Linked DNA regions of Mus musculus: all the other regions are linked to region 1. The links are chromatin contacts, called in public HiChIP or PLAC-seq and promoter capture Hi-C maps. All regions are on one chromosome and are shown on one strand. Each heading gives the region's core, a stretch centred on a gene start, on an enhancer-like site or on the middle of the called end of the contact. The rest is flanking DNA. Distances are from core to core; before and after follow the strand shown. Region 1 holds the start of Carmil3 (capping protein regulator and myosin 1 linker 3). Region 2 holds the start of Ngdn (neuroguidin, EIF4E binding protein). Region 3 has its middle 17 kb from the start of Ngdn. Region 4 has its middle 18 kb from the start of Cma1. Region 5 has its middle 38 kb from the start of Zfhx2. Region 6 holds the start of Sdr39u1 (short chain dehydrogenase/reductase family 39U, member 1). Region 7 holds the start of Zfhx2 (zinc finger homeobox 2).

Evidence for each region. Promoter capture Hi-C pulls out the DNA fragments that hold promoters and counts their contacts. HiChIP or PLAC-seq counts read pairs in DNA pulled down with a chosen protein or histone mark. Capture Hi-C pulls out chosen DNA fragments and counts their contacts.
Region 2: a promoter capture Hi-C map of pancreatic islet shows a contact between it and region 1. The contact joins the promoter of Ngdn here to the promoter of Carmil3 in region 1. A contact is called at or near these places in 6 of 39 promoter capture datasets (the HPC-7 cell line, cranial neural crest, embryonic stem cells and 3 more), 5 of 484 Hi-C or Micro-C datasets (cerebellum, embryonic stem cells and palatal mesenchyme), 6 of 115 datasets of contacts at active chromatin or transcription factors (bone marrow-derived macrophages, embryonic hindbrain, embryonic stem cells and 1 more) and 2 of 9 other capture datasets (embryonic stem cells and pancreatic islet).
Region 3: an H3K4me3 HiChIP or PLAC-seq map of embryonic forebrain shows a contact between it and region 1, with 2.7 times the contacts expected there. The contact joins the enhancer-like site here to the promoter of Carmil3 in region 1. A contact is called at or near these places in 8 of 39 promoter capture datasets (the HPC-7 cell line, cranial neural crest, embryonic stem cells and 3 more), 2 of 484 Hi-C or Micro-C datasets (cerebellum and palatal mesenchyme), 7 of 115 datasets of contacts at active chromatin or transcription factors (astrocytes, embryonic forebrain, embryonic hindbrain and 2 more) and 2 of 9 other capture datasets (embryonic stem cells and pancreatic islet).
Region 4: a promoter capture Hi-C map of neutrophils shows a contact between it and region 1, with 3 times the contacts expected there. The contact joins the enhancer-like site here to the promoter of Carmil3 in region 1. A contact is called at or near these places in 4 of 39 promoter capture datasets (the C10 cell line, embryonic stem cells, neutrophils and 1 more), 1 of 15 datasets of contacts at CTCF or cohesin (embryonic stem cells), 4 of 484 Hi-C or Micro-C datasets (the G1E-ER4 cell line, the P5424 cell line, palatal mesenchyme and 1 more) and 1 of 9 other capture datasets (liver).
Region 5: a contact with region 1 is called in a promoter capture Hi-C map of hippocampal neurons, with 2.3 times the contacts expected there. The contact joins the enhancer-like site here to the promoter of Carmil3 in region 1. A contact is called at or near these places in 6 of 39 promoter capture datasets (the 3T3-L1 cell line, cranial neural crest, embryonic stem cells and 2 more), 2 of 484 Hi-C or Micro-C datasets (embryonic retina and embryonic stem cells) and 1 of 9 other capture datasets (pancreatic islet).
Region 6: a promoter capture Hi-C map of embryonic stem cells shows a contact between it and region 1, with 4 times the contacts expected there. The contact joins the promoter of Sdr39u1 here to the promoter of Carmil3 in region 1. A contact is called at or near these places in 7 of 39 promoter capture datasets (embryonic stem cells, liver, pre-B cells and 2 more), 2 of 15 datasets of contacts at CTCF or cohesin (embryonic stem cells and large pre-B cells), 4 of 484 Hi-C or Micro-C datasets (the G1E-ER4 cell line, the P5424 cell line, palatal mesenchyme and 1 more), 1 of 115 datasets of contacts at active chromatin or transcription factors (memory CD8 T cells) and 2 of 9 other capture datasets (adipose tissue and liver).
Region 7: a promoter capture Hi-C map of adipose tissue shows a contact between it and region 1. The contact joins the promoter of Zfhx2 here to the promoter of Carmil3 in region 1. A contact is called at or near these places in 18 of 39 promoter capture datasets (the 3T3-L1 cell line, the C10 cell line, the HPC-7 cell line and 11 more), 2 of 484 Hi-C or Micro-C datasets (cortical neurons and embryonic stem cells), 12 of 115 datasets of contacts at active chromatin or transcription factors (the 230-238 cell line, SST interneurons, T-cell acute lymphoblastic leukemia and 7 more) and 3 of 9 other capture datasets (adipose tissue, liver and pancreatic islet).

What each region holds. Positions count from the first base shown.
Region 1 is chr14:55,489,516-55,492,580 of GRCm38.p6, reverse strand. It overlaps Carmil3 (capping protein regulator and myosin 1 linker 3), which reads right to left and starts at 1,512. Exons shown (of 40, transcript NM_001374104.1): 1 at 1,298-1,512. The coding sequence starts at 1,337. It overlaps Dhrs4 (dehydrogenase/reductase (SDR family) member 4), which reads right to left. Exons shown (of 8, transcript NM_001037938.2): 8 at 2,241-2,762. The coding sequence ends at 2,648.
Region 2 is chr14:55,013,901-55,016,965 of GRCm38.p6, reverse strand. It overlaps Ngdn (neuroguidin, EIF4E binding protein), which reads right to left and starts at 1,512. Exons shown (of 11, transcript NM_026890.2): 1 at 1,378-1,512; 2 at 738-797. The coding sequence starts at 1,389.
Region 3 is chr14:55,031,386-55,034,450 of GRCm38.p6, reverse strand. No RefSeq gene overlaps it. Among named protein-coding and RNA genes, the nearest start is that of Ngdn, 17 kb to the right of the region's middle. Within about 2 kb of position 1,525, at least 24 of the 459 cell types and tissues checked have an H3K27ac peak or open chromatin away from gene starts, as enhancers often do. A contact at or near this core is called in embryonic forebrain, forebrain and hippocampal neurons, where this site is marked.
Region 4 is chr14:55,925,080-55,928,144 of GRCm38.p6, reverse strand. No RefSeq gene overlaps it. Among named protein-coding and RNA genes, the nearest start is that of Cma1, 18 kb to the left of the region's middle. Within about 2 kb of position 1,439, at least 20 of the 459 cell types and tissues checked have an H3K27ac peak or open chromatin away from gene starts, as enhancers often do. A contact at or near this core is called in the G1E-ER4 cell line and neutrophils, where this site is marked.
Region 5 is chr14:55,052,794-55,055,858 of GRCm38.p6, reverse strand. No RefSeq gene overlaps it. Among named protein-coding and RNA genes, the nearest start is that of Zfhx2, 38 kb to the left of the region's middle. Within about 2 kb of position 1,533, at least 117 of the 459 cell types and tissues checked have an H3K27ac peak or open chromatin away from gene starts, as enhancers often do. A contact at or near this core is called in hippocampal neurons and pancreatic islet, where this site is marked.
Region 6 is chr14:55,898,696-55,901,760 of GRCm38.p6, reverse strand. It overlaps Sdr39u1 (short chain dehydrogenase/reductase family 39U, member 1), which reads left to right and starts at 1,529. Exons shown (of 6, transcript NM_001082975.1): 1 at 1,529-1,571; 2 at 1,841-1,947; 3 at 2,032-2,114; 4 at 2,456-2,577. The coding sequence starts at 1,556. Khnyn (KH and NYN domain containing) reads right to left here. Exons shown (of 8, transcript NM_027143.3): 8 at 2,981-3,065.
Region 7 is chr14:55,090,623-55,093,687 of GRCm38.p6, reverse strand. It overlaps Zfhx2 (zinc finger homeobox 2), which reads left to right and starts at 1,640. Exons shown (of 10, transcript NM_001039198.1): 1 at 1,640-1,680.

The DNA of each region.
Region 1 (3,065 bases), core at 263-2,762:
CCGTGCACTATAGTAACCATCAACACATATGCAGTGAGTCTCTCTCTCTCTCTCTCTCTCTCTCTCTCTCTCTCTCTCTCTCCCTCCCTCTCCCCCCTCTCTGTAGGGGTTTGGGAGTCCAGGATAGGAATGTTCCTTGACTGTACCCTAGGTGCTCTGGGGTATGAGAATCTGTTTTTTATTATGGCTGCATGCCTGTCTTCTGATGATGGCAGGGAACCGAGTATGGCATTTGTGGGGATAGGAAAGTGTGAATGAGTGCTGGCTTGCATATGAAAGGGGACCGGTGCCAGACAGTTCTTGTGAGGAGGGTGGGGTGAGAGAAGGGTTTAATGTTCCAGTGAGCCCATATCCGTTTTCTGACAGACCCATCCAAGTATTATGTGTGTGTGGTGTGTGTGTGTGTGTGTGTGTGTGTGTGTGTGTGTGTGTGTGTGGTGTGGTGTGGTGTGCATAGATGTGTGCAGTTTCTGTAAGGTGTGTGTACAAACATCTCGTGACTGTGCATGTGTAGGTGTCAGAGATCTCCAGAGTGCAATAGAGCTCTGAGTATCCTTGAGCGTCCTGCTTTCTGCATGGGCTAGCCTGTGCTCCTACCTTTGAGGATCAGGGTTGTGGCAGGGCTGGAGGGTCTGGGGGGGGGTGTAATTAGAGGAAAAACATCTGGGAATCACTGGTCCAGAGAGCTCTTGAGATGTGTGTGGATGGTGGGTGAGGAGAAGGGGGCAGGCTGGGACGGGGGCTGTTGGAAATGAGCCGCAGAAACCTAGCTTTTGGTTTTAGCTTCAGTCGGGGCCTCTGCCTGGACTCCCCTCCTATGCCCCACTGGCCTAGGCGCTAGGGGCCTCTCTAGGGCCAGTTCCGGGGCGGGGCCGGGAGGAGGGAGGGTGTTGAGATAAGCAGCAGTCAGGACCAGGGGCAGCTCCCAACGCCTGGCCCCGCCCGGCGAGGGTGGGAGAAAGCTGGGACTCTCCGGAGGGAAGACTGGATGCTTTGCAGAGGGGTGGGTCAAGAACGCTGAGAATCAGCCCCCAAGAGCGCCAGGGAACTGCTCCTGTCACCAAAGAGCGGGACGGGCGGCTCCGGGACAGGAAGGTTCTGATAGGGTGAGGCGAGTGGGGCAGAGAAGGATGCTCCACGGAAAGCAAAGCTGGGTCTAGAGATTCAGAGGAAGGGACTGCCTAAGAGCGAGGGATGCGTGAGGGGGCGGGAGGCGCCGGGCTGGGGTGTACCGCAGGAAAGCACTGGGTCTCGATGCTCGCGGACCCGGTGTCCGGAGATGAAGGCAACCTCGTACCTTGCAGCTCGCGGGTGAGCTCCACGCTGGCCTTGGCCATGGCGGCCGCCGCTGCTGCTGCCGCCGCCGCCGCTGCTGCTGCAGAGGAGCCGCCGCCGCCGCCGCCTCCCGAGAGGCGCCGCACATGCTAGTCCCGGCTCCGGCAGGGCCCGGCGCTGAGCGCTGCAGTAGCGGCGGAGCCCGCTCCCGTCAGGGGCGGCTGCGCGAGCGCTCCTCCCCCCCGGCTACTGAGCTCTGGGTCTCCCGCCCCTCCCGGAGAGTTGGCCAATGGAGCATGCGCGCTGAGCTTCCGAGCCGCGTGAGACCCCGCGCGCGCTCGCGACGACCCCTCCCGCGGACTACCTCGTGAGAAGCCCGGAGCGCGGCGCCTGGTGTCCGAGCTATCTCAGGGGCGGGGTGCAGCGTTTCTACTGGCGTGCCACCCACGCCTCGGCCACCCGAAGCAGAATTCTTCAATTTCTTTGTTTATGTGCTTCGGTACCCCTCCCCGGGTCATTCTTGTATGGCCCCGCCCTCCCACTCCTTCCAGCTCAGGAACGGTCCAGCTCGTCCTTGCTGACCCTGGAGGGAACTCTGAATCAAGGACGATGCTGCAAAAAGACCTGTCCGAACGTGCGGGAGGGAGTTAGTTCTTCTTCTTCTTCTTCTTTTTTTTTTTTTTTTTTTTTTTTTTTTTGCTCGCTAGTCTAGTCTCGGGGATCCCCGTGGCGTCCTTGGCACCGTCCCTGGGGGTGTGAGGCTAAGAGTAGCACCTGGGAGTTCCCGAGCTACCTCCCCCAACAGCTGGCAAGCAGCTCCGTGGCAGGCAGACGTAACCACCCTTGAGCGGCAAGCTCAGGCCTTGGAGATAGGGAGGAGGGCTAGGGAGAATTCAGAGATCCAGCACTGCTTAGACTTCTCAGATACACTAAGCACCTCACATTGAGAAATAAACACGCACTGATTCAGAGCAACGCGATCATCTTCATTTTATTTGTACCTTATACGTAAATTGTTAATTTCTATCTCTGTTCAGGTCTGTCCCTTCTATCTCTCCTCAAAGTGTCCAGAGGCGAGGATGAGAGGGATTTGATCTTCACTAAAGTAGCCACAGTCTTCTCAGCAAGCCCTTTTCCCACTACCTATCCCCCAGCTTCCCGCCCCCTCCCCAAAGCCGTTTTCAAGGCCATAGCAACAGCAAGGATGCTCATCTGACCACACTTCGACCACAGGGAAAGCAGGAACTTATCACTGGGCAGAACTGATTTTGTGAGGTGAACAAGATGTTAGGTGGTGGCAACGAAGGGCGACAGAGGCAAGGTGGACTGAGCCCGCCCCACACACCTGCCCTGGTAGGCTGTTTCTGGGTCCTCAGAGGCGAGAAGGGGTTCCTCCCCCCACTACTACGGTCTCTCCATTGATGTAACTGGCGTCTTCAGAGCATAAGAAGGAAACTATGCCAGCACAATCCTCTGGCTTGCCTAGCCTGGGAAACAGGAGACAAGGAGAAAGCAATTGTCAAATAGGTTAGCTAGCCTCTCTCATCTGGTTCACAGGACATGAAATTTGCTTAAGAATTATCAGGTGGGAGCTGGTGAGAAGGCTCAGCAGTTAGGAGCATTGGCCAGCTGCTTTCCAAAGGACCCAGGTTTAAGTTTCAGGACACACACACACACACACACACACACACACACACACACACACACACACACACACACACACGGCAGTTCACAACGGTCCAAAACTCCAATTCCAGGGGTGTGTGATGCCTTCTTCTGCCCTACAGGGA
Region 2 (3,065 bases), core at 263-2,762, 480 kb after region 1:
CTGAAACGCTGTTGCTGAACACCACTGAACTGAGCGTTTCCAACAGTTCTCCAAGAGGCAGAGAAAACATCGTCATGGTGCTGTCTAAAGATGAGGGAGGGGGTCATTAAGAAACCAAGTGAAGGGGGTGAGGAGCCCGACAGTGGCGATGAGGGCTGTGACTTTTGTTGTTTGTGGGGTTGTTTTTGTTTTTTGAGATAGGGTTTGTCTATGAAGCCCAGGTTGTTCTGGAACTCACTATACACTCCAAGCTGACCTTGAACTCACAGAGATCCACCTGCCTCTGCCTCCTAAGTGCTGGGTTTAAAGGTGTGCACCATAAACAGGCCAAGGAGTGTAATTTTATCTGTACCACTAGAACTTACTATGTAAATGCATATTAAGTGGCACTTATAGCCACTATTTTGACAGATTGTCAACATCTGTTTTCTTAGTTATTATTTAAATAAAGGAGTTTGGGTATAACTTAAAAAAAGTTTTCTGGGGGGTGGCTGCAATCGGAATGTAAAGTGACTAAATAAAATAAATAAATAAGTAAGTGAATGGGGGAAAAACAGCTTTCTGTATTTCTTTGGGAGCTGAATGAATTATTTTGAACTTTCATGAAGCGCATATAAGGCTTTTATTTTACACCTAAGATAATTTTGTAGTATTCGAATCATCAAAGTGTGTGGATGAGACTTATGAAGTCAAAGTTAATCCCTGACTGATTTATTCTAAAAGACATACATACTCACCTGCTCCTGGAGGTTTTTCAAAAGTGTTATCGAACTTGACACGTCTGACTCCAGCACCTCCTACAGATAGGAGGGGACAGTTAAAGGTGATCAATTTCTTACTTTAGGCGATGATGATTGCAGAACGTACTGCCTATCAAACTCCCTCCTTTCCTTCAAAACAGTCGCGACTTTTGGGTCGTTTTCCCCCCGCACAGGGGCAGGCAGCCTCGGCACACAGCCAGTCTCCTCCCACCACACCCCCCCCAATTTACTGGAAAAGACCGGAGATTTCATCGCCAAACTTTACGGCTGCCTTTGCCCCAGCCACATTGTACATGTGACGCTAGCTCTGCTCGGAACATTGTCCCACCTTAAGGCCGGGTCACCGCCCGCCATGGTCACGAGACTCTCCCTACAAAGCTCATTCTGAAGAGTAATTTGGGGTTAGCCTCCTGTCCGGAACCAGCCAACCTGCAGCGTCTGACCCTCCCTCTCATCTGACATACGATACCGCTGTGTCAGAGTGAGCGCATCCCTGAGACAACTCTCATCACTCTCATCATCCATGGTGCCAACGGTTTGCCTCGATCCGTGGAGGCGAAAGGAAACTTTCACAGATTCCTTCCTTTCCGGGAAGAAGCAAGGAGACAGAACTCACCGGAGCCGCCATCTTCGCAAAGCCCACCCTTTCCGGGCCCGAACTTCCTAGGAGCTAGCGTGAGTTCATAGTTTTGATAGACAATCACAGTTTGCAAATTTCAGCCAATGGAAGTAAGAGATCTTTCATTTCCGCTAATCGGAGAGGCGGGACCTCACCTAGCCAATGAAATAAAGAAACTCCCTGAATGTGTCAAACGCAGAGGCGTTCTTAAGGCGTAAAGGTGGGCGGGGACAGAAGCATGTGATTCGTGATTTACAGAGAATGATGGATGCTAATTCCAATAAATATTGTGCAGATTATTGATTGACAGCTAGTGCAACCAGTAGAAAAAAGAAATTAGTTATGCAGCCCGAGAGCTCATTGGCTCCCAGATGCCGCAGAGACAGTCTTTCCACGGCGTTTTCCGTGTAGTGCCAAAACAGACCGCAGGGTGGCGGCTTCCGTCCGTTCTCTGATGCGGCAGGGTTGCTGGGCCGCCATTGGCCCCAGGACTTCCAAGTGCGCCTTTCCTGGTTCTGTGACTGTCCTTGAACAACAGTGGAGCCCTTTTCATCCGTAATTTGGATGGTTGGGATGGAGGAGCGGGAACCCAAGGTTCAGAAACCGTCGGCCGCATCACCGGCCAACCCTCCCCGTGCACGCCTAGGACTCTGCGCAAAGGCCGCATTGCGCCCTGCATTCCTCTCGAGGGAAAAATCGACAGGCGAGGAACCGGCTCAACCTGCGTGCCTTTCTCACTGCTCCACTCGTCCACCGCAGAACGTGGTTAAAACCCTGGCTGTGCATATTTCCTTTGTCCCCGTCATCTTTTCTCAGTATCTTCCAACACGCCCACTCCCTCGCCTCTCACGGGCTGGAGGATTAGGTGGGAGTTATAACTCCCACTCTCCGTCTGCATTACACAATACAGCGCTAGAAAGGTCCTCCTGGCTCGGAGTTTCCTCGCGCAACAGAAGAGCAGACCTGAGCCGGGAAATCCAAAGTGTAGCTTTGGCCTTTAATCCCAGATCTCTTTAGTCAAGAGACAAGCAGAGCTCCATGAGTTTCAAGCCAGTCTGGTCTACATTGTGAGATCCCATCTCAATAAACAAAATGAAAACGGGGCTGGAGCGATGGCTCAGTCAGTGGCCAAGAGCACATATTATTCTTGCAGATGACCAACGTTCCATTCCCAGCACCCAGACAAGACAGCTCACAACTACCTTTAACTCCAGCCCCAGGGGAATTTTAGTTCCTTCTGACTTCCCTATATACAGACATAGGCATACATAAAAGTGATTGTTTTTTTGTTTTTTGTTTTTTGTTTTTTTTTTTTAAGCAAAAAAGAGTAATCCTTTTTCTATCTTGAATTCTGGGTGAAACATTCTAGTTTCTACCTATTTGGGAACTACATAAAATGGGACAGAGGGTTTGCCTGTGATATTTATTTGCTGTTTAAGGTTCATTGGGAGGCGCAGAGCACTGTAAGAACCTACAAGAGTTTTGGTATTTTTCTGTCTTTTAAAAAAAAAAGTTTATTTATTATATGTGTGCGGCACGCTTGTGAAGATCAAATGGGAGTTGGATCTCCTTCCACTATGTGAGTCCTGGAAATAGAACTCAGTTGGTCAGCCTAGTGGGCAAGCGCCTTGACCTGGAGCCATCTTGTCAGCACTTTTCATGTATTTATTAGGATTTTCTTGTGA
Region 3 (3,065 bases), core at 276-2,775, 460 kb after region 1:
AGATGCCGAATCTACTCTACTCATAATTACACCTTATACGTCATCATACTTTTCTGTAATTTTAAGAGAGAGAGAGAGAGGGCGAGCACTGGGCAATGGGGGAGCATTCTTTTTAGTCCTAGCACTTGGGAGGAAGTCAGATATCTGTGAGTTTGAGGCCAGCCTGATCTACAAAGCTAGTTCCAGGACAGCCAAGGCTACACACACAGAGAAACCTTGTCTTGAAAAATGAAGAGAGAGAGAGAGAGAGAGAGAGAGAGAGAGAGAGAGAGAGAGAGAGAAAGAGACAGAGAGAGAGGGGGGCCAAGGTAGGGGGTTGACGGTTCAGCTCAGGGGTAGCATCTGCTTATAGTGTGTGTAAGTAAGATCATGGGTTTGATCCCTAGCACAAGACAAACATACAACAACTCTCTTCAGAGGATATTTACCACAACTTAAAAATATCGCAGATTCTAGAGCAATGATCCCAGCTCCATAAATGGTGGCATACTAATCAATAAATTTACTAAATAGCGGCTACTATACAATCTTTAGAATTGTGTTGTTTATATTTTGTTTGCTTGCTCGCATCCTTGCTTGCTTGTTTTTTTGTTTTGTTTTTGTTTTGTTTTTTGTTTGTTCGTTCGTTTGTTTGTTTTTGGAGGTCTCACTGTGAACTCTCTTTGTAAACCAAACTAGCCATGAACTTACATTACAGAGGTCATGCTGAGATGAAGGCAATGTGCCACCGCACCTAGCCAATTTGTATCTTCCTAAGGCAGCAGGTTTCTGTCTTCAAGGAGCCACCCATCCAGCTCTGACAGAAGATGATAGAAAGAAGCACCAGGAAAGGGTGATGTAGAAAGAATGAAGCAGGGTAGAGCCCAGATGGCCAAAGTAAGTTAGCCTTTGCCTCTAGGGGACTAGTGGTTGTGTCTCCTTGGGTGCCAACGCCCCTGCCCTCAAGATGCTGTTCATCTTTTGGGACGAATAGGCCTTGCTCTCGATTACTTCTAGTGTAGTATCCCGCTACCTTGCAAAGAGGAATGACACCCTTATTTCCGGCCTAAAGCAGTCCTCTGAAAACTAAACTCAGTTCTTTAGCAGATAGTCAAGCAGCAAGCTATCTCTGGACCGTTTGTCCCAGGCTGTCTGTCGTGTGAGCGCTCAGACACAGCTTCTACCTCTTATCCTGGGGAGGCTCCAGAGACTCCCACTTCTCCGGTGTTAACAATGCTTTTTTTTTTCCCTTTCTAACTCGGCCCGTGAATTCTCCTGTCTTTTCATACATCCCAGGTTTCATTCCAGTCTTAAATTGGTTTCCTGGTCTGCCCTTTATCCCCCATCCCAGTCTTCTCATCTCTGAATCGCTTTGCCTGACTGGACAGGAAGTCTTGCTTTAGTATCCCCATTGTATTCTTTCCCGTAGGAATGTTAATCAGCGAACGGGATTTAATTAATTCAGCAGCTAATTTAAAATGGGAGAGGAAGAGTGGAAGAGGAGGAGGGTAGAGAGAGACGGATCCTACTTCGGAACAGAAGGCACTGCGCGTGGCTCTGGGTTGGCGGGCACCATGCTGTCGCCCTCGTTTACCGCCCCCACCTACACATACAGCCAGCAGGGAAGGGCAAAAGTGGGGAGCGTGGCTGGCAGGGTCTCCACGGACTCATTCGGTCCTGCTGCTGCTTTGGGCTGGAAGAGACAGACAGAAGGAGAAAGCCAGAGAACGGGAAGGATGCAGGCAGCCCCACGTGGCAGGAAGAACTAAGGGGGGGGGATTTATTTGTTTTTTGAAGTTTTTGTTTTTTGAGACAGGGTTTCTCTGTATAGCCCTGGCTGTCCTGGAACTCACTCTGTAGACCAGGCTGGCCTCGAACTCAGAAATCTGCCTGCCTCTGCCTCCCGAGTGCTGGGATTAAGGCGTGAGCCACTATGTCTGGCCTGATTTGATCTCTTTACCACCCAGGGCTTCCTATGAGAGCCAGCAGTGAGGGAATCAAAATTGGAAGCAAGCAAGGAAGGAACTCAAGAGCTACTCAGAGCTGCTTTCTGTTCTCCAGAGCCCACCTGTGAGGCTAACCCAAGGCTGCCGGGTTAGACAAAGCTGTCCCCAGCAAGCCGCCACAGGCTCAGCCAAAGTAGAAACACAGCAATGTTTTCTAAGCTTATACTCTATGCTAGATTTTAAATAGTTATTACCAGTTATCAAAAGCTTAAGAGTGTTTTGGTTTTTTTAAGATTTTATTTACTTACTATATGTAAGTACACTATAGCTGTCTTCAGGCACCCCAGAAGAAGGTATCAGATTTCATTATGAATGGTTGTGAGCTATCACGTGGTTGCTGGGATTTGAACTCAGGGCCTTCGGAAGAGCAGTCAGTGCTCTTAACCACTGAACCATCTCTCCAGCCCCAGGAGTGTTTACTAACATGGCCAGAGTGGTGCATTCTTTAAAAGTTAGGTTAGCACATGGAGACACACACACACACACACACACACACACACACACACACATCCTGACCATGTTTCAAGGCTTTCAGTGACCCAGGGATGAAATGGCCATATTTGTTTGTAAGGAGTAAAGGAAAATGCGACTATCGGAAGACTAGGTACAAATACCAGCCTATGTATGATCTATATGTATGTATGTATGGCCTGTGTATGATCTATATGTATGTATGTATGGCCTATGTATGATCTATATGTATGTATGTATGGCCTGTGTATGATCTATATGTATGTATGTATGGCCTATGAATGAAGGGCAGAAAACAAATTTCATTCAGTTTTAGCTCCCATACCTAAAGCACCTAGAGAACTAATTGAAACTGAAATGATTATTCCAGAATGTCTTAAAGTTGCAAAGTCTCTGTCATTCACTGCAACGAAAAGATTATCAAGCTGGGCATGGTGGCACACGCCTTTAATCCCAGCACTTGGGAGGCAGAGGCAGGTGGATTTCTGAGTTCAAGGACAGCCTGGTCTTCAAAGTGAGTTCCAGGACAGCCAGGGCGATACAGAGAAATCCTGACTCAAAAAATAACTAACTAAATAAATAAATATAAAAAAATGTTATCGATTATTG
Region 4 (3,065 bases), core at 190-2,689, 440 kb before region 1:
CCCAGGCTCCCAGGGGACTCTCTGGTTCACCAAGCTGCCCTTTGGCATTACTGTTGCTTTATTTTGTTGTCATTTCCTTCTTTTTTTTTTAAAGATTTATTTATTTATTATATGTAAGTACACTGTAGCTGTCTTCAGACACTCCAGAAGAGGGCACCAGATCTCGTTACAGATGGTTGTGAGCCACCATGTGGTTGCTGGGAATTGAACTCAGGACCTTTGGAAGAGCAGTCAGTGCTCTTAATCACTGAGCCATCTCTCCAGCCCCGTCATTTCCTTCTTCTCTGTATAGCCCTGGCTGTCCTGGAACTCACTCTGTAGACCAGGCTGGCCTCGAACTCAGATATCCGTCTGCCTCCGCCTCCCGAGTGCTGGGATTAAAGGCGTTAGCCACCACGCCCGGCTGAGAAGATGTTTCTTTATGTCTTCCCAGAAACAGTTCCTACACACACACACACCAGCCAAGATGATAACTCAGAAATAATGCATTCTAGGTAAAATAACAGCTTAGTAGCACACTCAGAAACTTGAACCAATGCAGAGAGTGGTCTCTTGGGAACCAAATGCGCAGTGATGGATGGCAACGGACCCCGTCAACTTCACCAACTGGTAGCCTCTCCTGCTGCTGATTTGCATGTTGTATCCTTACGATTAAATGGCATAAGTCTGCGGTGTGTGGCTTTTGATGATGAAGTGTGTGTCTTCCCAGTCTCCATCCGGGTACAGAGAACGTTCTTCTCACTGTGCGTATCCTGTGTTCTCCCCTGACATAGTCCAGAAGGACTCTGTTCAGATGGTTCAATGGCATCAGGGTACTTCACTATATTAATGGCACGGAGCCCAAAGAGGGGCAGTGTGTGGTCTCTTTGGAGTTTGCAGCTAGCATGTAGCACACTTGGAAATACTAAACTGAACCATTTTCGGGTGCCTCAGATAACTATCAGTTTTCAGAATATCTCCCAAAACAGGAGCAGGTCCTGCATCAGGTTCTGGCTGCTGAGCAGCCTCAGCTCTTGACCAAAGGACACCATAGCTGCCATGGCAAACCGAGGTAGGTTCTCTGAAAGAAGGAAGTCCCTGGGTGAAATACTGTAATAAGGCCATGCCACATGCCGCAGGAAACTACTTACCACAGAGAAGTGAACTCCTGCAACACCAGCAGCCTCTAGTCAATGCTGATTGACCTCAGGACATAACTGGATGTATGAACAGAGCTGCCCATTGTGAGCTGAATATCAGAGCCACCAAATCCCAAGGAGGCACCCTAGCGATCACTGGGAGAGCCTGGCTCTTTTGTCTCCACAACTTTTGGTTCTGCTTGACACCTTCAGGGCCAGGTATACAACCAGGGCTAGACTAAATCTAAAGCTACAGCTTCCACCTGCCATCCCAAGCTTCTCTTGACAAATGTGTGCACAACAGAGAAGTGACCATGCAACCCTGGTCATCACAGAGATGCTGTTGCTACATAACAATGCAATCATGGCTCAGGGTGTAGCAGGACTCCTTCTTGGTGATTCTATGCTTGGTGACAACTATTATGTGAAACTTCTGAAAGCCTATCCTGATAAAGGCACAATGACCTCAGAGATAAAGAGGTCTTTGTTATCCCGATGGATGGCAACCCAAACCAACAGAAGGGCCTGTCAAAGAGGAGGGACAGAAACAGTGCTAACAGAGAAAGATAAAGACTTCAGGATCAACTGTAACAGTACAGAATGCAGCTTGTCCCTATAAAGGTGTTTTGAGATAGTATTTGCATTTTAATTAGTAGATTTTGAAGCATGTTATCCCTTATAATATGGGTGGGCTTAAAGCAAGGGGTGCAGTTCAACAGAGTGGGTTCTCAAGGCTACAACTCGGAGACCCTATCTATGGACCTGGGGAGACGGCTCTGTGGTAAATTATCTGCTGTGCAAGCCTGAGGACTTGGTTGTGGCTTGTTCCTGAGGCCCGAAAGCCCACCCAGGAGCCAACTTTGATGTAATCACAGTAGAGTCTTTATTTACCAGCTTGGGCCTCTTTACCTCCGACCCTAACGAAGCAGGATGGTTTGATGAAAAAGCCTCGAACCCTCATTGGGACAAGATTTTATAGGAAATGGGAGTAAGCAAGTGGGTGTCTAGCCTAGTAAACATATAATTGAATGACTGTTGTAAGCCGACAGGTGGGTACTCTAAAGCAAAACCATGAACACTCACAAATGGTCTGAGAGTATATCTGAAACAGTCAGACTAATGTTTGACTGACTGTTGTTAGGAAGTAACTCTGGGGGATGGGCCAAGGACAAGCCATGGGGTCCTTTCTGGGACTTGGGTGTAGCTTGGGTTCAGCTGCAAGTCAAGTTCTTAAGCTTTTTTTTTTTTTTTTCCTTTTAAGATGGAGGCCAGTCCCAAGATGGAGTGTGTTTGGCCTTGCATTTCCCTGCTTCTCTGGTAACTAGAAGGCCCAATCATTGGACTTCCTGAAGCTCCTGGGCTTTGTTAGGGACTGGTAGTATTAACTAAGCCCATGAAAACAACCAGGAACAGGGCTGTGTTTCCATGACTCAGTTAACTCAGGCCTGGATGTATTGGTGACCTGAAAGGACCTGACCATCATATTTTAGAGGGGGTCACAGTTGTCATTGTCCAATCCTTGTGGTGTCCCTGGGGTTTGGGTAGGGCCCCCATCAGTGGGAGATAGAGGGGAGTCCTGAGGCTGAATTTTCTCCTGTTGGTCGGGGGTCATCTTTAACTATAAATGGGTGTTGTAGGTCTACAATGTAATCACATCGACCTTCAGAGCTGTGAGTGTGGTCAAGATGATAGCATAGGAACCTTTTCAACTAGGCTCTAATGGCCCCTGCTGGAGGGGGACCTGTTTCATAGAGAACACAGAAGTTTAGGCCAAATATGTTTATGAGATCCTTGGACATCTTTGAGATTGTCCAGCAACTGGCCATCCTCAAATTCAGTGATGACCTCGGCCTGTGTGTTAAGAATAATGGGAGCCGGGCAGTGGTGGCGCATGCCTGTAATGCCAGCACTTGGGAGGCAGAGGCAGGTGGATTTCTGAGTTTGAGG
Region 5 (3,065 bases), core at 284-2,783, 440 kb after region 1:
ATCCTTCTAGGACCGTTTTAAACAAAAGGACAAGGAACCAATTCATCTCAACCATGAGAGAGCAGGAAATACATATGTAAGGCCTAGCCCACTCCCTACCAGTGAAGCCCAAGGGGCAGCATAGCTGCCAAGCCTTTCCCCAGGCCTTTTTCACACTCTGGTGTCTTTCTGCCCTAACTGCAGAGAGAAGTACACGCCCACTGTGGCTGTGAATGGCGTCCTTATCCCTCCTTACTCTAGATGGCTTTTGCATGGCTGCTCAAACAGTGTGGTGCCCACTCAACCCCCTTATTGGAATTAGTCAAGGGAGGAGTTGAGGGTCCAGTTTGGAGAAGAGCAGAGGGGAGATGTTCTAGTGAATACTGGCTTTATTCCCTCTGTGAAGGGCAGCGTCATGTGCCACTTTACAACACGGAGCTCCACCCAGCGCATGTGCCCATGACCCCTCTCCCTCATTGCCGCCAAGCGGTATCATGAGCAACTTTCGAGGCTTTGGGTTTGCCGCAGTGCCAGAATCTGAGTCACTGGTCACATGCCAGCACAACACTGCCAAGTGTGGCGGCATCTACTTGGTTGGGTGCCAAGCAGAAGGACCCAGATGGTGATGATGAAAGGGGGGAGGCAAAAGAAAGGCGGGGGAGGAGAGGGAGGCACCAGGGAGAAAAAAATCAGCCACACTTGTAAGAGTGGACAGTACAAACAGGATCCACAAAAGGGGACCCTTCCCGTTTCACAGCTCAGCTTCACACGCAGCCCCTTCCCTCCCCCAACACCTGCAATGCTGGGGACATACAGACCAGGCTAGAGGGTACGGCCATCTTCAGTGGGGAAATGACTGGAGGCCAGGAGGACGGTCAGGGCTCTCCATTCTTCATCCTTGGGGTCTTAGTCATGGCCTGCTTCCTCCATTGTATCCTTGTGCGGTACTCCATCTGTCCTTCATCTCTCCATGCCTAAGAAGTGATGAGAAGGAGGACCTGGCAGGGAAAAAAAAAAAAAAAAACAGTCTATTCTCCCAAATGAAACACCCTTCATCTTCACTATCTAACTCCTGGCAGGACAGCCTTCCCAACCACATTGAGAGGGTCACTGTCACCCTTCCCAATCCACACAACACCACAGCCATGCCAGGCTCCATGGGCAGCACCACTTTCCCTGTTGTCTTCTTCAGTGTTCTCTCACAAAAAGGCCCCACGGCCAGCCCAGACGAGTCCTCCCTGGGTAGTAGTGGCACAGTCCCTCCTCCTACCCCTTCCAGTTTTTCCTGGCACTTCCCCATCTACTCTCTCCACTCTCAGACAGGAGCAGAGGTAACTCCTTCCTTCTCCACACACTTCTCAGAGCCCTAGGGGGGCAGCGGCATCAGCAGCCAGTCCTTCCTTCCTCTCTACCTCCTCGTCCCCTTAGTTCCTGTAACCCCAGACCTGGCACAAGCCTACAGTTGTGATGCCAACAGCTCTTGTGTGCCGCATCTTCCCCCCAGAGCACAAGGACTCCTGTCGCTGCCCCCTCCACTTGTCCCCTCCCATCTCCATGGGCACAAGGGTGGCAGCTGCAGTGCCAATGCCTGCAACCATACAGCATGAAGCAACTCGTGCACCCTCTTCTCCCCTCCGAGGCCCCGCGCTTCTCCCTCTTTATTCCACTCCATCCTTCTGTCCTTCTAGTTGGATGCTACAGTGGCAACCACAATGCCAACCCCCACCCATGCCCAGGAGGCTCACATACAACACATGCGTATGCGTACATGTACATGCGCGCGCACACACACACATACACACACGGCCCCATGAGTGCCAGGCAGCGGTGGCAGACACACAGCAACGCAGTGACTGGTACCCGAGGAGGCAGCCAGATTCGGCACCTGATCCAGCACCCATTTGGGATTGGGTGGTAGGCAGGCAGGCGAAGGGGTGATGGAGGCAGGCGATGGCCTTAGGTTGGCAGCCGATGGAGCTAGGAGAATGGAGGGAACAGATGCTCTTTGCCCAGCCTCCCTCCCTCTCTCTCCCTGAGATCAGTGCCAAGCTGGGGGGATGGGGAGAGGGGAAGATGGGGGAAGGGTGGCATTTGGAGAGCTGGCAGGCGGGGGAAGCTGGGTCCGCCCAAGCTGGGCAGTGCCGGCACTGGCTGCCGCCTCTCCACTCTGCCATCTGTCTCGCTTCTCTCCCCACCCCCTTTCTCTCTTTCTCTTTCTCTTTTTCTCTCTTTCTCCTTCATCCATAGTGAAATGAAAAGAGGAAGACAGAGTCCTCATTCCACCCATCCCAACCTCTGTACCACCCCCGTCTTTCTCCCCACAACTCACCATACCATACCATCACCAAGTCATCTGTGCTCTCTCCTTCTGGCTCGGTCACCTTCTTTCACTCGCCTTCACCCTCATGCCAAAACAGGTGCAATTTAAATATATATATATATATATATATATATGTATATATATATATGTACATTTTATAAATATGTGTATGTATATATACACACACACACACACACACACACACATATATATATATACATTAAAAGGCAACTTAAAATGAAAACTATTTTCTTTGGAATGCCCTGTTCTTCAGAGTCTAGGTCCTCGGTGCCAATATTTATGTGGCAGGCAGAGGGAGGGGACCCTGTCCTCAGCTGGTGCCCATGAATCCCATGCCAGGGAGGAGGGGTGGCTGGGGTGGGGCGGGGGTGGGGTGGGGTACCGGGAGAGCTTTCTTCTTTCTGCGCCTCTGGTTGTTTCTTTCTTTCTTTCTTTCTTTCTTTCTTTCTTTCTTTCTTTCTTTCTTTCTTTCTTTCTTTCTTTCTTTCTTTCTTTCTTTTTTTTTTCGTACTCTTCCACTTCCGGAGTAGATTCAAATAGATCTAGAGTCCTCCCCACCCCCAGCCCCCCCAGCCCCCCAGCCCTGGTCCCCACCCCAGCCCCTCAGCCCTGGTTCCTAGGGCCCCTGCATCCTTCTCGCCCCGCTTTTGATTTTATTCCTCGATCACCCTTTCCGGTTTTGTGTGTGTACGTGTGCGTGCGTGCAAGTGTGCTTGCATCCATGGCAGTGGGCACCGTGCCAACC
Region 6 (3,065 bases), core at 280-2,779, 410 kb before region 1:
AGATTGGGGATGGAGCAGAGATTGAGAGAACAGCCAATCAGTAACTGGCCCAACTTGAGACACATACCATGGGCAAGCACCAATCCCTGACACTATTGATACTCTGTTATGCTTGCAGACAGGAGTCTAGCATGGCTGTCCTCTGAGAGTCTCCACCCAGCAGATGACTCAGACAGATAAAGACACCCACAGCCAAACAGTAGATGGAGCTGGGGACTCTTATGGAAGAATGTGAGGAAGAATTGCAGCCCCTAAGGGGATAGCAACTTCACAGGAAGACCAATCGAATCAACTAACCTGGACCTTTGGGGCTCTCAGAGACTTAACTACCACCAAAGAACATACATGGGCTGGACCTAGTCCTCCCTGCACATAGGTAGCAGATGTACAGCTTGGTCTTCCTGTGGGTCCCACATAACTGGAGTGGGGGCTATCCCAAAGGCTGTTGCCTGTGTGTGGGATATGTTTTTCTAGCTTGGCAGCCTTGTCTGGCCTCAGTGGGAAAGGATATGCACCAGACACCAAACTTGGTTCTTAAAGTCCCAGAAGACAGTGTGGTTTCTACTCAAGGCAAAAATGCAGCGTTTCTTGTTTGGTTTCAGACCAGGATTATGCCCAGGGACTGAGGCAAATATTTTACATTTTTACATGTTTACAAAGCAGACATGGCCTCCAGATTCTCCCATCATCCCTCAGACCCTACCTGGCATACCTTGCCTCCAACCTTGAAGTTTCCAGACCAGGGGCCTGGCTGCCCTTCCTCAAGAGGCTCTTCCCTATAAAATTCAGACATTTTGTGCTCTCTCCCTACCCCCTCCCCCATCTCTCCTTCTCCCACCCCGTGTCTCTCTCTGCTCGGTCGCCCTTTCTCTCTTTCTCCTCTCCCCCACTCCTCTCCATGGTGAGTCCCCTGGCCTTAATCCTTGGGGCCAGTTAACTCCCAATAAACCTGCCTTTAATGTAAACTAGTCTGGCTTGAATCGGCTCATTTCACCAGCGGTAGAGAAATGCCTATCATTTCTAAAAGGAAGGGAGAAAGAACAGTAATTTTGGCTGGGCGATCAATCAAAATGATCTACAACTGGGCATTAGACTTGGTGAACTATGTGTTCCTGGAGGGCCCTGAAACGGATGAACTGGGAAGCAGGGCACGGGTGGGATGCACGCTTGTGAGAGCCTTAGCTGCGGAAGCAAGGACAAGAGTGCGCACATGAACTGGAGAAGAAACTCTGACACCCTCGAGTCCTGACAGAAGGAGGCAGAACAGTGAGAAAAGATGAAGAAGAATTCCACAGTGCCCGCCCCCTCCCCACGCCCAGCGCTTCGCGGTCTAGAGTTGTTCTTTAGGAGCGGATCCTTTCTGCACTTCGTCCTCCATCTCTTTTGCGTCATCCACCCCTCTTCCCAGAGAAATTTATGGTCCTTCGCTATTACTATAACTCCTTCCGGGTCGGGGGAGGGTGGGGCACACCTAGTACTGAGATTCGCGTGAGGTGAGGCTCGTAGTCGCGTCCGGTGTTTAAATCTCGCGCAGGCGTGCTAGCTCCCTGTCGCTATGCGGGTGCTTGTAGGTGAGGGAGGGCAGAGTGGCGGGCCGGCTTAGGCTGTAGCCGAGAGCTGAGAAAACAGGCCCACAGGGTGCAGTCTCCTAAGCAGGCAACCTAGCCTTGGTTTCCCAGCCCCAAAAGCTGAATCTGTGCGACCCTGTGACTTTTGTCACCTCTGCATCGCGGGGTGGGTTGGAGAGGCCTGATGTCAGATGGGGACCGCACCCAAAGGGGCCGCCAGCAGATGACCTACCGCCACCCCGCTGAGTAAACAGTTTGTGCTCCCCCATCAGGTGGCGGGACGGGATTCATTGGGACAGCCGTAACCCAGCTGCTGAGAGGCAGGGGCCACGAAGTTAAATTGGTCTCCAGACAGCCTGGCCCGGGTCGAATCACGTGGGTAGGTCGAGCTTCTGGAAGGTGGGTGGGAGGGCAATTTGCGCGGGAAGGACAGTACCAGCCGGCACTGTACTTTCTCCCACAGAGTGAACTCAGTGAGTCGGGGCTGCCCCTCTGCGATGTTGTCATCAACCTGGCTGGAGAGAATATCCTCAACCCTCTGCGAAGGTCAACAGGGCCATAAAGCAGTTATCACCTGTACAGGGGGGAGAGAGGGTCGATGCCTGTGACCCGTGCATGGTAGACATAAACTTGTGCAAGTGTCCCCTTAAGCCTTTGGAGCCTGTTATATATCAGCGTCTACTAAAGCCCAGTGTTGTGGATAAAGAGATATAGCCCATGCCTATTGGGGGCCGGGGGAGAGAGTCCTATCTTCTTAGCCACCCCGAGCTATGCATTAAGACAGGCTTAGGACAACAGACTTACTGGGAGGGGAGCCGGATGAGTGGGGAGGATATGGTCTAGGTGCATGTCTGCACTTTTGACCTTTTCTTTCATTTTCTCTGCAGATGGAATGAAACCTTCCAAAAAGAGGTTCTTACGAGCCGCTTGGATACTACCCACTTGCTAGCCAAAGCCATCACCGAAACTGCGCACCCACCTCAGGCTTGGATTCTAGTCACAGGTGTAGGTACGCTCCCAAATCACCAGCCTCTTACATTAACGGAGCCAGGGAGAACAGAGCAAGCAGTTGAGGCACTTGGGGCTTGCACCCGAATCACAGGTCCTTCCCAGGGTCACTGCCTAGGCCTCCAGCCTTGCAGGTTCTTCCTGACCCAGATCTGTACTGTCACAGTCTGGTCTTTATGGGTGTGGAAAGGCAGAATGGGGGTGTGGGGTACTTGGCTAGAGAGCCTTTATTGGGAGCCCTCAGAGAAAGAGGTGTGGTACGGGTCCTAGTGCGCACAGAAGGCATCTCCCCACTCCCACACCCCTTGCTTTTTTGCACTGCAGTTCTTTATGAAGAGCTCCCTTTGTTGTGTCTCCTTTGAGACCACACAATTGCAAACAATTAAAATGAGTAGTAGCCACCATACTATTATATACATATTATTTAATCCTTACAACTTTATGAGGTAGGTACAGTTACTCCCATACTGAGGATGCAGATTTTTTTCA
Region 7 (3,065 bases), core at 391-2,890, 400 kb after region 1:
AGCTTAGGAAGGCATTAAACAAACTCCTGCTTCTGGTCTATGGGTTGGATCTTATAGAACACAGAAAATACCAGTGCTTCAACAAGACTGAAAAGTAAAGCCAAGGATCTGAGTGGGGAGGGAACAAGTCCGAGACCCCATCTCTTCTCATTAGCCCAAACCTCACCCGTCCGTCCTCTTTTGTAGACCCACTTGCTCCTGGCCATGGTACAACCACCCTCTCCCGCTTCAGTTATATGAGGATTGAAGAACCAGTTACAAACTTTATTTACTGTTACATGGTAGAAACTCAAAATATTGGTTTCATAAGAAAATATGCCACGCAGCAAGCTTGGGCTCTGGAGACCACTGAGGGTTTACATCATGGGACTATTACTTATCGGCCATGCAATCTTGAGCTGGGAAACCTTATTTTCCTCTAATATAAAATATAAAATAAAGTCCTGTATACTCTGCTTTACAATCTTTTTTTTTTTTCTAAGACAGGGTTTCTCTGTGTAGCTCTGGTTGTCCTAGAACTCATTCTGTAGACCAGGTTGGCCTCAAACTCAGAGACCCACCTGCCTCTGCCTCCCAAGTGCTAGATCAAAGGCGTGTGCCACCACGCGCAGCTTCGCTTCAGAATCTTAAAATTTAGAATATAAAACACTGATGAGCTGTTAAGGAGAAGGAACCAAAGCCTCCCATCTCCCTTCCCAACACTGAGTTAAGAACACAACAACACTGAGAGAAACACTATGAAACTGCTATGAAACAGAATGTTCTAGTAATCAAACGGGGGGGGGGGGGACGATAAGACTAGAAGAAGGGAGTGAAATAGGGATGAACCTCCTGAAGGCTCTGCGAAGCAATAGTGCTTTAAAATAAAACAACACCCAGCACTTGGGAGGTAGAGGCAGAAATCTAGTCTATAAAACGAGTTCTAGACAGCCAAAGCTACCCATAGAAGCCCTGTCTCGAAAAAAAATTTTTTAAATAAAAATAAAACACACTTCTGTAAGCAGGATAAAGAGGAGGGAACAAGAGTTTTAAGGGACCTGCCCTTTTTGCAGGCATAGGGTAGACCTACTGCCTGAGTCAAGGAAGAAGCCTGTGGATATGGACGGTCTGCCCCGCCCTGAGATCTTGGCCCCCACCCAGGTCCCTGCGTCCTGGGACACCGGTTGACTCCGCTAGCTGTCTATAGAGGGCGGACACCTATAGACTACAATTCCCAGTATGCATTGCGGCGGGCGGGTCGCTGCACCTGCTCAGTGGGGCTGCCCCGGGCGCCTGGGTATTGATTATTCCATTGTGTGGGACGCCTTGGCTCCAGCCAGTGAATGAGGCGGAGGAGTGAGGGCTTGAAGGAGGAGGGCGAGGAGGAGGAGGAGGAGACAGGGAGCAAGCCAGTGCCCAGGGTGAATCAATGGAAACCCACTCACGAAGCCGGGAAAACACTTCAGCCGCAGCCAAATAGCATTGATTATTTTCTTTCACTTCCCTCACCGCCGTGAATTTATTTATTTTTCCATCTCCGTCCCTGACGCCCCGGAGCGAGCGCTGAAGGGAGGGAGGAGGAGGGGCAAAAAAGGAATCAACACATCGGAGAAGTCCCTTCCAAGAGCCGCCCCCTCCCCTCCCCGCCTCGCGCTGCTTGGCGGCCGCGGTTCGACTCCCGTCCCTGCTTCCAGCTGAGGTGTAAGTGCATCGATTTCCGATGCTGCTGGGTTGGTGTGTTTTTTTTTTTTCTTTTTTTTTCTTTTTTCTTTTTTCCCCCCTCTTCTCTGCCTCTCACTCTCCTTCCCTTCCATGCTCTTCCGAATCTCGAGATCGAGAAGAGAGGAGGCGCTGGGAGATTGCTACTGGATGGGGACGGAGAGGGACGGGAAGAGGCTGGGGGAGGGGACTCAGACGGACAGACAGCCGGGGAGAAGGGGACAGGAGTACTGGGGAGAAAGGGCGCGCGAGTGGGGATGGGGAAGAGGCAGAGGTGGAAGAAACGGAGAAGGGAAAGATAGGGCCAGCCGGACAGAGGGCAGCGAGAGCCTAGACGTACCGCGCCGAGCTCTACCGGGAGCGGGGTTCCTGGAGGGAAAGGGAGGCCGGGTGAGTGCGAGGGCTCTGAGCTATCAGCCTGGAGGGGCCTGCAGCGCATAGGATCTCAGCTGGCTGAGAGATGGGGGAGAAACCCGGGCGGAAGGGCTGATGGATGGGCTAGCGCGCCGGGGTGCCGTGTGGGAGGGGGAGTGTATATCTTTAATGTTCATTTTTGCCTGAAGTAGGTGAGGGGAGCCCCATTGGCGGCGAAGCATGCCTGCCCTGCTTCTCCTGCCACCCGGACTCTCCATCCGCTCTCATTTTTTGAGCTCTGGACCACGCTTCTCACTGTGCCTGCGCCCCCACTGATCTGTGGTTGTGCCATTTTTCACTTGGCTCCCCACCCCATCTATATCCAGTTCTGTGACAGTGACACCTCTCATCCGAGTGATCCTTTCCGAGTACCCCTGTCCCTGTGTGTCACGCCTAGACTGCCTGACTGGCCATCCACTGCTCTCCCTCAGGGTCTGTCTGTACAACTGTGGCCTTTTCAGCTACTTTGGAGTTTGCTTATCAGCCATGATTGTGGTAGTCTGGGGTCAGGGACCTGAGAAGTGGGGGCATGGAGCCGATGTGCCTCCCCCTGAAGACCCTAGTGCCCTTTCAACGTGGGCACAACAGCCTGCTATTCACCCTGGGCAGGAAAGCCTCGGAACTTCTGACATTGTTGATCCCCTTGTTTGGAGACTTTGGGTCTCCAGTGTGTCCTCTGCTTTTCCAGGGGCTTTCCATCGCCAACCTCATCCATGCTGACTTAATTTTCCTCCCTTCCCCCACTCTGCCATTGTATATACATTTATTATCTCACCAGTTTATTTCACCCTGTTTCCATATCCTTTTATCTGATATGGAATATTCTCCTTGCATATTCTCCATCTTTGTTTCCTTTCCTCCTTAGTCAACCAAAGTTGCTGAGGGTTTTGTTTGCTTGTTTGTTTATCCTTTATCCTGTCATCCAGCATTTTAACCCAAGGAGAAGATGTCAC